Linked DNA regions of Sus scrofa: region 1 is linked to region 2. A link is a contact called in public HiChIP or PLAC-seq data. All regions are on one chromosome and are shown on one strand. Each heading gives the region's core, a stretch centred on a gene start, on an enhancer-like site or on the middle of the called end of the contact. The rest is flanking DNA. Distances are from core to core; before and after follow the strand shown.

Region 1 (4,122 bases), core at 1,308-3,807, 380 kb before region 2:
CCAACCCAGATTCTCATTTCATGTCTGCACAACTTTAACAGTTTCTTAGTTTCTCTATCTTCAGTTTTTTCCTCTCCAGTCCATCCTGCACCAGTAATGTTTTCTCATCACTCCTGGGTTATATCCAAGTGTTTCATCTTTCATTTAAAATTATTTTTCATGTGGTTCTACCTCACTAATCCATTTTTACTTTCAATAACCTGTCACACACACCCTCCCATCCTTGTCAGGTCAAGCTCTGCACCTCTCAAGAACACACTATGCTTTTTCCCACCACTCTTCTGCATATTTACATTATGGGTCTCACATAGCCCAGCTACAGGGCTAACAGATCTGGACAAAGACCTGCACATGGAATAAGAAACAATTTGGGAGGGAAATTCCTGAATCTACTAGTACTAGAAGGAAGATGAGTGTGAAAAGTAGAATAGAGTTTGGGACAAATATGGGAACAGAAAATTGGGGGTAGTCTGGGCAAACAGTTCCTTTCAGAAAGAGCCAAACTTTAAGAGTGGGAATGGACAAGTACTTGGGTGACAGACAGAGATGAAGGATCCAAGACAGACATTCTGAGAAACCTAGGGATTCAGAAAACACCTGGGATATCGACTAACAGGTGGTAGGAGAATCCAGGCATTCAGGTGAAATCCAAAAGCGAGATTTCCATCCTGGGAAGAGGAGGAGGAAGTCACAAAGAGTTAAGGCAAGAGGAAATATAGTTACAGGATTGGTTCTCTAGAACAAAGCAAAAGCTTGTCAAAACTCCAATTATCTGGTTACATCTGACATAAAATATGACATTTTCCCTAGCATGATAAAAAGGAAAGTAAAACACAAAAGAATTGAGTCAGACTCATTTTTCTTTTTACAAAAAAAGCACTACAAACCATTTGCAGGAAATTGGGGCTGCACATTATCCTTGTCACCAGTTGGCTTGTGAATAATCAGGATAATTTTCATTACCTTGCTCTGTTTATGGACTGTATATCTGTATTCCAATGAGTTTTCCACTTCTAATGACTTGTTGAAATGGAAAAATACTCAACCTCTTCTGCAAAGTAATGATTATCAGAATCCAACCACATCTCCCTGCTTCTAGATTTTTTTTTCTTTCAATTTTAAAGAATATTCTTTTACTTTGAAAAATGATGCCAGGGCTTTATGGCTAATCATAGGTACAAATATACCACACTAATTACTCCTGACATTATACACAGATACACACACAAACACACCCACAGCACATCTGTTGAAAAGTGGCTATACTCTTTTTATGGGTAGGACTCTAATCTTTTCCATTTTATCCAACTAAATGTTTTACTCTGTGCAGAGGCCTTGAATTCAATTCCAGTTTTCAGTTACATCCCCTGACACACACATTCACATAGCATTTCAGGTGCCATCACTCTGGCTCAAACCTTTATCATTTTACACCTGGACTAACCTGATAGTCTTCCAGAGGCAATTTTGGGTTAGTCGCTTTCCCTTCTAAATCATTTATACATTGCCTCCCTGCTCGCAGCCATACACCCCCTCTCTTCCCTGCAGCTCAAATAAAAATATATCCGAAGTGTAACTCCAACTTCCTGTCCAGACTTGCCTTCTACTCCTTCCCATACCTCCCTCTCCCATTGATCTAGTGGTTTTCAAATTTCAATTTATAAAACAGAGCAAAGTGGGCTTGCTTTGCTTACAGAGGGAGGGAAGAAAAGACTCTGTCCTGGTGGTAGCCGGTGAGGCACACCTCCACACATCAGTCTATCAACCACTAATCTGAGCCAAACGCCACAGTTTGCAGAAGAGGAAACTGAGCCCAGAAAGGTCAAGTGACTCTCTCATTGTCACATACCCAGTGTGTGGCAGAGCTGATTCTAGATCCCAGGTTACTAAGCACAGTGTTCTTTCCCAGGCTTTCCTATAGCACCAGATGCCTGCTAAACCACAGCTCATTTCTATTCATTGGACCCGCCCAATTCATCTCTGTGCCCAACCCAAGAGCAGTGTACGAGAACTAGGGTTTTCCTATCGCAAAATCTTTCATTATTGAAGGATTTCCACAATTACCCAAAATCACCCAAAATACCAGGAACAAGGTCATAAGCCACAAGGGGACAGCACCACATGCATTTTTAGCTGGTCCGCCTGTTCCAGGAAAAGCTATCTAGTTGAGTAATCAACAGCCCCATAACCGACCTGCTTCATAAGCCCAGCCCATCCTGAGTCTGCTCATCCCTTTGAGGGTGTTCTCCTCCTTTCTCCATCAGCAGTCTGGGAAACCTACCTTAGAGGGTCTTGATGGTGGCCAATTAGAGCAGAGTCCCCACAGAGCTGCCATTAGAGACCTCCACATCGGTTCCCTCCCCCACAAGCCCTCCCTGTGATTAGTGTAATCACCATAATTGCTGGCCTCCTTTTTTGAGAGTCTCGGCCACATGGGAAGAGTGGAATGTCTTCCCTGAACACATTCTTTCCAAACAACAGTGTGTCCTTAGTTGTGGAACATGATGTCATGGGTTCTGATGAGGGGGTTGCCCTAGAGAAGCTGATTGACCCCAAAGGCCTAAGGGAGTCAGTTCAACTCATATCCTACAGCTGTGTCCCTGTGACAACACGCACGCAGTTACTCTATAATTAACAAAAACAAGCTTGTGGCTGTTGCTATTGTATTTTTACTCTATACCTTTTGAGGGAATATTGAGAAATAAAATCTTCCTTTTCCCTCATGATTCTCACATTTGGCACATACTAATTTTTTTTTCCCAGTCAGGAATTAATGCTTGAGTCAGACAGGAGGACTGACTGGAAACCCAGTTTCCATCTCCCCAACTCCCCCAAAATAGTTGGTTATTCTCAAGCTAGACCACTTGAGGGCAGCAAAGCCTTAGGAATGTAGGTTTTGACTGCCTACCAGGCAGCCTAAGCAGGAAATGAGGCAGTGTGGGTTTCACTTACACACTATTGCTACTGGAATTCAGGAAATAAACCACGAACAATGAGAAAACATTCCCTGGCAGTTATCTCACATTTAAGAATGAAGGAGTAAATGTCTAATTTTAAAGGTACCAACATTGTTTTCTTATGTAACATAATTGCTTGGGGCAGGCACAATATGAGAAGATTTAAAACTGGAATGCTATCAAAAAAAGTGGGGTGTGGAACAGTATAAAAACAAAAAAAAAGCTAAACTAAATATATCTCACTATTAACCTGGGAACAAAATCAGAATATGTTTACAGGTGCTTATGCTCCTTTTGGGGGACACATAGTTCTTCACAACTAACAGGTCACTCTTATAACCACTTTTAACCTGAGCAAATGTGCTGCCTTTCTGCCTTTCTTCCGTGTTTTGGCAGTAAATCCAGGATTGGCAAGTGGAGATGAAAGGAGGACACGCAGGAGGAAAGGGAGGGGAAGGAGGAAAGCATTGCACTCTGTCCTTCAAGTACTGCTCTCTGGGGCGATGTCTACAGTGACCCAAATCACAGGGAGGTGCACTGCACTGACTCTTCTCATCTCCCACCCCTTCCCAAAAAGTCATTTGTACATACCTTTTGGTAGTTTTCACAGGATGCTAATAAGCAAATTGCAATTGATTAGCCTACTGTAGTAGCGATGTTTAAGTTCTCTTTCCAAACATCATTGCACAAGCTATCTAAATAACGCAGACCAATTGACTGTCTCCCAGAAACCTGTCTGGAAATTCTGTATTCTTTTTTTTTTTTTTTTTTTTTTTTTTTTAGGGCCACACCCACGGCATATGGAAGTTCCCAGGCTAGGGGGCTAATTGGAGCTGTAGCTGCTGGCCTACACCACAACCACAGCAATTCCAGATCTGAGCTGCATCTGTGGCCTACACCACAGTTCATGGCAACACTGGATTCTTAACCCACTGAGTGAGGCCAGGATCCCCATGGATACTAGTTGGATTCGTTTCTGTTGAGCCACGACGGGAACTCCCTATATTCTTTTCTTTGCCTTTCTTTACTGATTACAGAAAGAACATGACGGTTCTTAAATACCATAATAGATTATTCAAAGAGGCCAAACTCTACTTTCAGCACAATTCTTTTGAGATTGTGATGGTGGAGGAGCAAACCTCCAAAAAACAAATTCATTCTCCAT
Region 2 (3,902 bases), core at 862-3,361:
GAGCTATTCCTGCTTTTTAAAACTGAGCCACATGTAACTAATATGGTTCCGGGGAGGCCAGGTGGAGACTACCTGGCAGAGTAGGCAGAACTAAGGACTTCAGTGATCTGGCCCCTTTACAGCTCCTCAGCGTTACTTCTTCCAGAGGTATTTGTTCTCCACCCCCATCCTAGTACTATGGGCTAGGTATCAGGCGGTGAGCAGGATAATGATAATATTCTAAGCATTTTACGTTCAATTCTCAAAACAACCTTATGAAATGGATATTCTAGCTACATTTTTCAAGTTCAGAACCTTAAGCATGGAGGAGCTCCTCCTTACCTGTGGTGGCCCAGCTAGTTAAGGACAGAAGCCCAGCTCCCAATGCAGGCAGACTATGCTGTTCTCAGATTTGACACCATCTCTAGTCTAGGACCAACAGAATGTACTTCACCAAAGTCTGAACACAAGAATTACATAGGGTGCCTATTAAAAGTACTCAGTGATTCTGATTCAGTAGGTCTGGCAATGGGTGGAAAAACGGGTTTTATTTTTAGAAGCAAGATGTTTTTTAATTAACATTCTTGGTTTTGATTTGTTGTAACAAATGTAAAGACCTGCAATTTCTTCAAATACACCTTACTCTTTTTCATCAGTGTTCCTTTTACCTCCTGTTTCTCCTGCTCTCTTTAACTGAAGGACTTCTTTAAGGCACCATTCCCATCCAAAGAAGGGTTATTAAATGCCCTTCTGAGCTAGCCCCACGTTAGGAATACCTGTTTAATCTCATGAAGTTCACTATCATGTAATTTAATCTGTCTCCTAACTACACTACGATTGACAAGTGGGGCTGTATCTTACAGATCTTTGTATCCATTGTGTCTACTGATGGATAACAGTTTTGATATTTATTAATATGTTTATTAAATGATTGGAGGGGAAAATCTCACTCCCTTCAGTTGAGTCATAAGTTCTAGTTCTAAGATCCCAAAACCTCCTAGGAGGGTGTTGCCCATTAACCTGAGTTGGAAAACTTGCAGACCTGGCAAGTGCACTCCAATTTGTTTGTTTGAGACTGAATTTTTAAAACAATCACCAAGTTTGTTATAGTACCTAAAAATTGGGAGAGTTTAACAACAAAAAAGGATTTCTGATGTCTTCTGAAAAACCAGGCCACACTGAGCCGCAAGTCCCTTGAAGCAACACCTGTCATGGTGGAGGTGCCCTGGTTCCCTCAGATTGAGCAGAACTGTCAGGCTTCTCTCCTCAATTTCCTGCCTGGCCCCCGCCAGCATCAGAACTTACAAAAAGCTCCACTCCTCCACCCCTTGACTATTTTACTCTGCCAGCACTTTAACTGCCTTAGTCAGATTTGGCTGAGGTTCACCTGATGAAAAGAGGCTTTAACTTGTGTGGGGCAGAGGGAAGAAAAATGAGGAAATCTGAACCAGGTTTCTTCTCTGTAACGATTTTTCCTTGATTCCCTCCAAATTTTCTTCTGAGCATCTGGTATATCACTTCTCTGCTTTCCCTCCATCTTCTGTCAAGTAAAAAGGTCACAAATAATAAAACTTTATGGAGCAATTTAGAGCTTTTCCCCCTACCAACCTGAGGGCATTTGCACCTTCTCTGCTCCTTTTGACTGTCACATATTACTTACATACACCAGATGTGTTTAAACGGTAAAAGAATGTCACCCTCTTCACACTCCAAACTAAAACTCTTTCCCCCAAGCCCAAATTCACAGGAAAATCTGCATTCTGTTTAGTCAATCCCACAGGCAATGCGTGGGCTGAACTAGGGGAAGTGAGGAGGACTGAAGACATTTAGCTAAAGGGTTGCATTGTTGACGCCAGCCTCAAACATCAAAGGGGGAGCAGACAACTCAAGTGGAACTGGAAGTGTGGAGGTGGGAGCAAGCCCACCTTTTAACTCAAAGCACATAACAGCTGCTTCCCTTAAACATATTGCACAAGAGAACAGATGTTTGTTCCTAGTGCATCATTACAATTACAGCAGGAAGTTTTCTTTCTTTCCTTTCACAAGGGACATTCTAAATACCACAGGATAAAGAGAGCCAACACGGCTTGAGCCTCCCTCCATTAAATACTCTGATTCCCAACTGCTCTCTACTGGGAGAAAAGGATCTTTTCTTCCCCTTGTGCAGCCATGCCACACCATGACTCAACCTTTTTGAGCTGACCTAGTGGGGGCCTGGAGAACCTTGTGGCCAATGATACAGAGGTTCACAATCCTTGGGACTGATAGCTAATAAGCCATGAGAAAGTTACACATCATTTAAAACTCCCGAAAACGGCTTCTCTGGCCATCACAAGAGAATTCCACTTTCTGTTTGCCCTGAAAGGACTTAGGATAAAGGGGATGTTAAAAAAAAATACCGTCTGTCATTCTACCATTTTATAAAACAAAATATTCTACATTTTCCTACTAGCAGGGAAAAAGTACGTGGTATTTCTGGGAAAGATTATGTATATTCAATTCTGGATTTTCACAGCCTCTCCTTTCATTGACAGTATGATTTGTTAGAATTTGCAAAGTGAGATTTCTGACTTTGTTTTTCTTCATGGTGGTAATATAACTTAAGCATGGTGATATTGAAGACTAACAGAAATAATGTATTTTATAGATTCTATAAAGCAATAAGATGCTGTAAAAGTGTATATGTGTTACAGTTAATCTAAGTCAAAACTTCTGGAGCTGCTGTAATACCACCTAACACTGCCCGATACTGCCTATTACTCCACGTGAGAGCACAATGCCTGCAAATTCTCAGGAAACACTGTTTAGCTATTTTAGTGTTTAATTTGAATACAGTTAAGCCCTTCTAGGGCTGTAAGTTCTTATCTATGTCGAAATAACCAAATATAGAATGCAAAAAATACACAAAGCTCACCAGATTAAAGCATTCAATCTGGCAAACAGTTTGGTAGGATAATGTTATTTTTCCAAGTTTTTTAATTACATCTGCCACTCTAATAAAGAAAGTAGTTCCCTCTTGTGACTCTTTAGAGAATTCTTCATTTAAATCCCTTTTTAATGATTCTTTCTTTTTTTTTTCTTTTTTTTGGTCTTTTGTCTTTTGAGGGCTGCACCTGTGGCAAATGGAGGTTCCCAGGCTAGGGGTCTAATCGGAGCTGTAGCTGCTGGCCTATGCCACATCCACAGTAACTCAGGATCTGAGCCGCATCTGCAGCCTACACCACAGCTCACAGCAACTCTGGATCCTTAACCCACTGAGCAAGGCCAGGGATCGAACCCACGTCCTCATGAACTAGTCGGGTTCATTAACTGCTGAGCCACGATGGGAACTCCCATATGATTCTTTAATACCTTGGTCCCTTTTCATCATTGCAAAAAATTTAAAAACAAAGCAAAACTACCAACCAACTTTGAAAGTGAAATTCCCCAGGAGTGGAACTGGAAATACCTTTGGGAATAGGATTAGACAGGCTTAAAGCAAGGAGTATTCAGTTATAAAAATATTTTAATTGTTCAGTGATTTTTAATCCAAACCAGTTGTTTCAAATACCATCTGTTTGATAAGGAGCTAAATAACCAACTGATCACCAGGCAGCAAAATCCTAGCCCAGCTATATCATTTGCATTGTGGTATTAGATAATGGTTAGAAAAAGAGACACTCGAAAGCACCTGGTAAAAACGAATGTTCAGTATTAGAGGTTCTACTTCTGAAGTTACACTGACTTTGTCGCCCTGAACAAGATGTTCAACCTCTCTATTTTCTTGTGTCCATAGGACTCCAGGATCTCCGTCTTCTCACTTTGGAACCCACTGCCCCCGTGAGTGGCATCTAAAGCTTGCCAGCGACCTTCCTGTACAGGTCCATGCTCCATCTCTGACTCGGCTTGTTAAATAAATGGATGGGGCGCCTTGGCTGTTGTGG

What was found. HiChIP or PLAC-seq counts read pairs in DNA pulled down with a chosen protein or histone mark.
Region 1: a contact with region 2 is called in an H3K27ac HiChIP or PLAC-seq map of skeletal muscle, with 7 times the contacts expected there. The contact joins two enhancer-like sites. A contact is called at or near these places in 1 of 47 Hi-C or Micro-C datasets (embryonic fibroblasts) and 1 of 2 datasets of contacts at active chromatin or transcription factors (skeletal muscle).

Annotation. Positions count from the first base shown.
Region 1 is chr8:104,759,141-104,763,262 of Sscrofa11.1, reverse strand. The region is part of intron 2 of SEC24D (protein transport protein Sec24D); the gene reads right to left. All of the region lies in intron 1 of SYNPO2 (synaptopodin-2), which reads left to right. Among named protein-coding and RNA genes, the nearest start is that of SYNPO2, 83 kb to the left of the region's middle. Within about 2 kb of position 2,557, at least 31 of the 83 cell types and tissues checked have an H3K27ac peak or open chromatin away from gene starts, as enhancers often do. A contact at or near this core is called in embryonic fibroblasts and skeletal muscle, where this site is marked.
Region 2 is chr8:104,374,765-104,378,666 of Sscrofa11.1, reverse strand. It overlaps PDE5A (cGMP-specific 3',5'-cyclic phosphodiesterase), which reads right to left. Exons shown (of 22, transcript XM_021101648.1): 12 at 1,367-1,519. Among named protein-coding and RNA genes, the nearest start is that of FABP2, 88 kb to the left of the region's middle. Within about 2 kb of position 2,111, at least 14 of the 83 cell types and tissues checked have an H3K27ac peak or open chromatin away from gene starts, as enhancers often do. A contact at or near this core is called in embryonic fibroblasts and skeletal muscle, where this site is marked.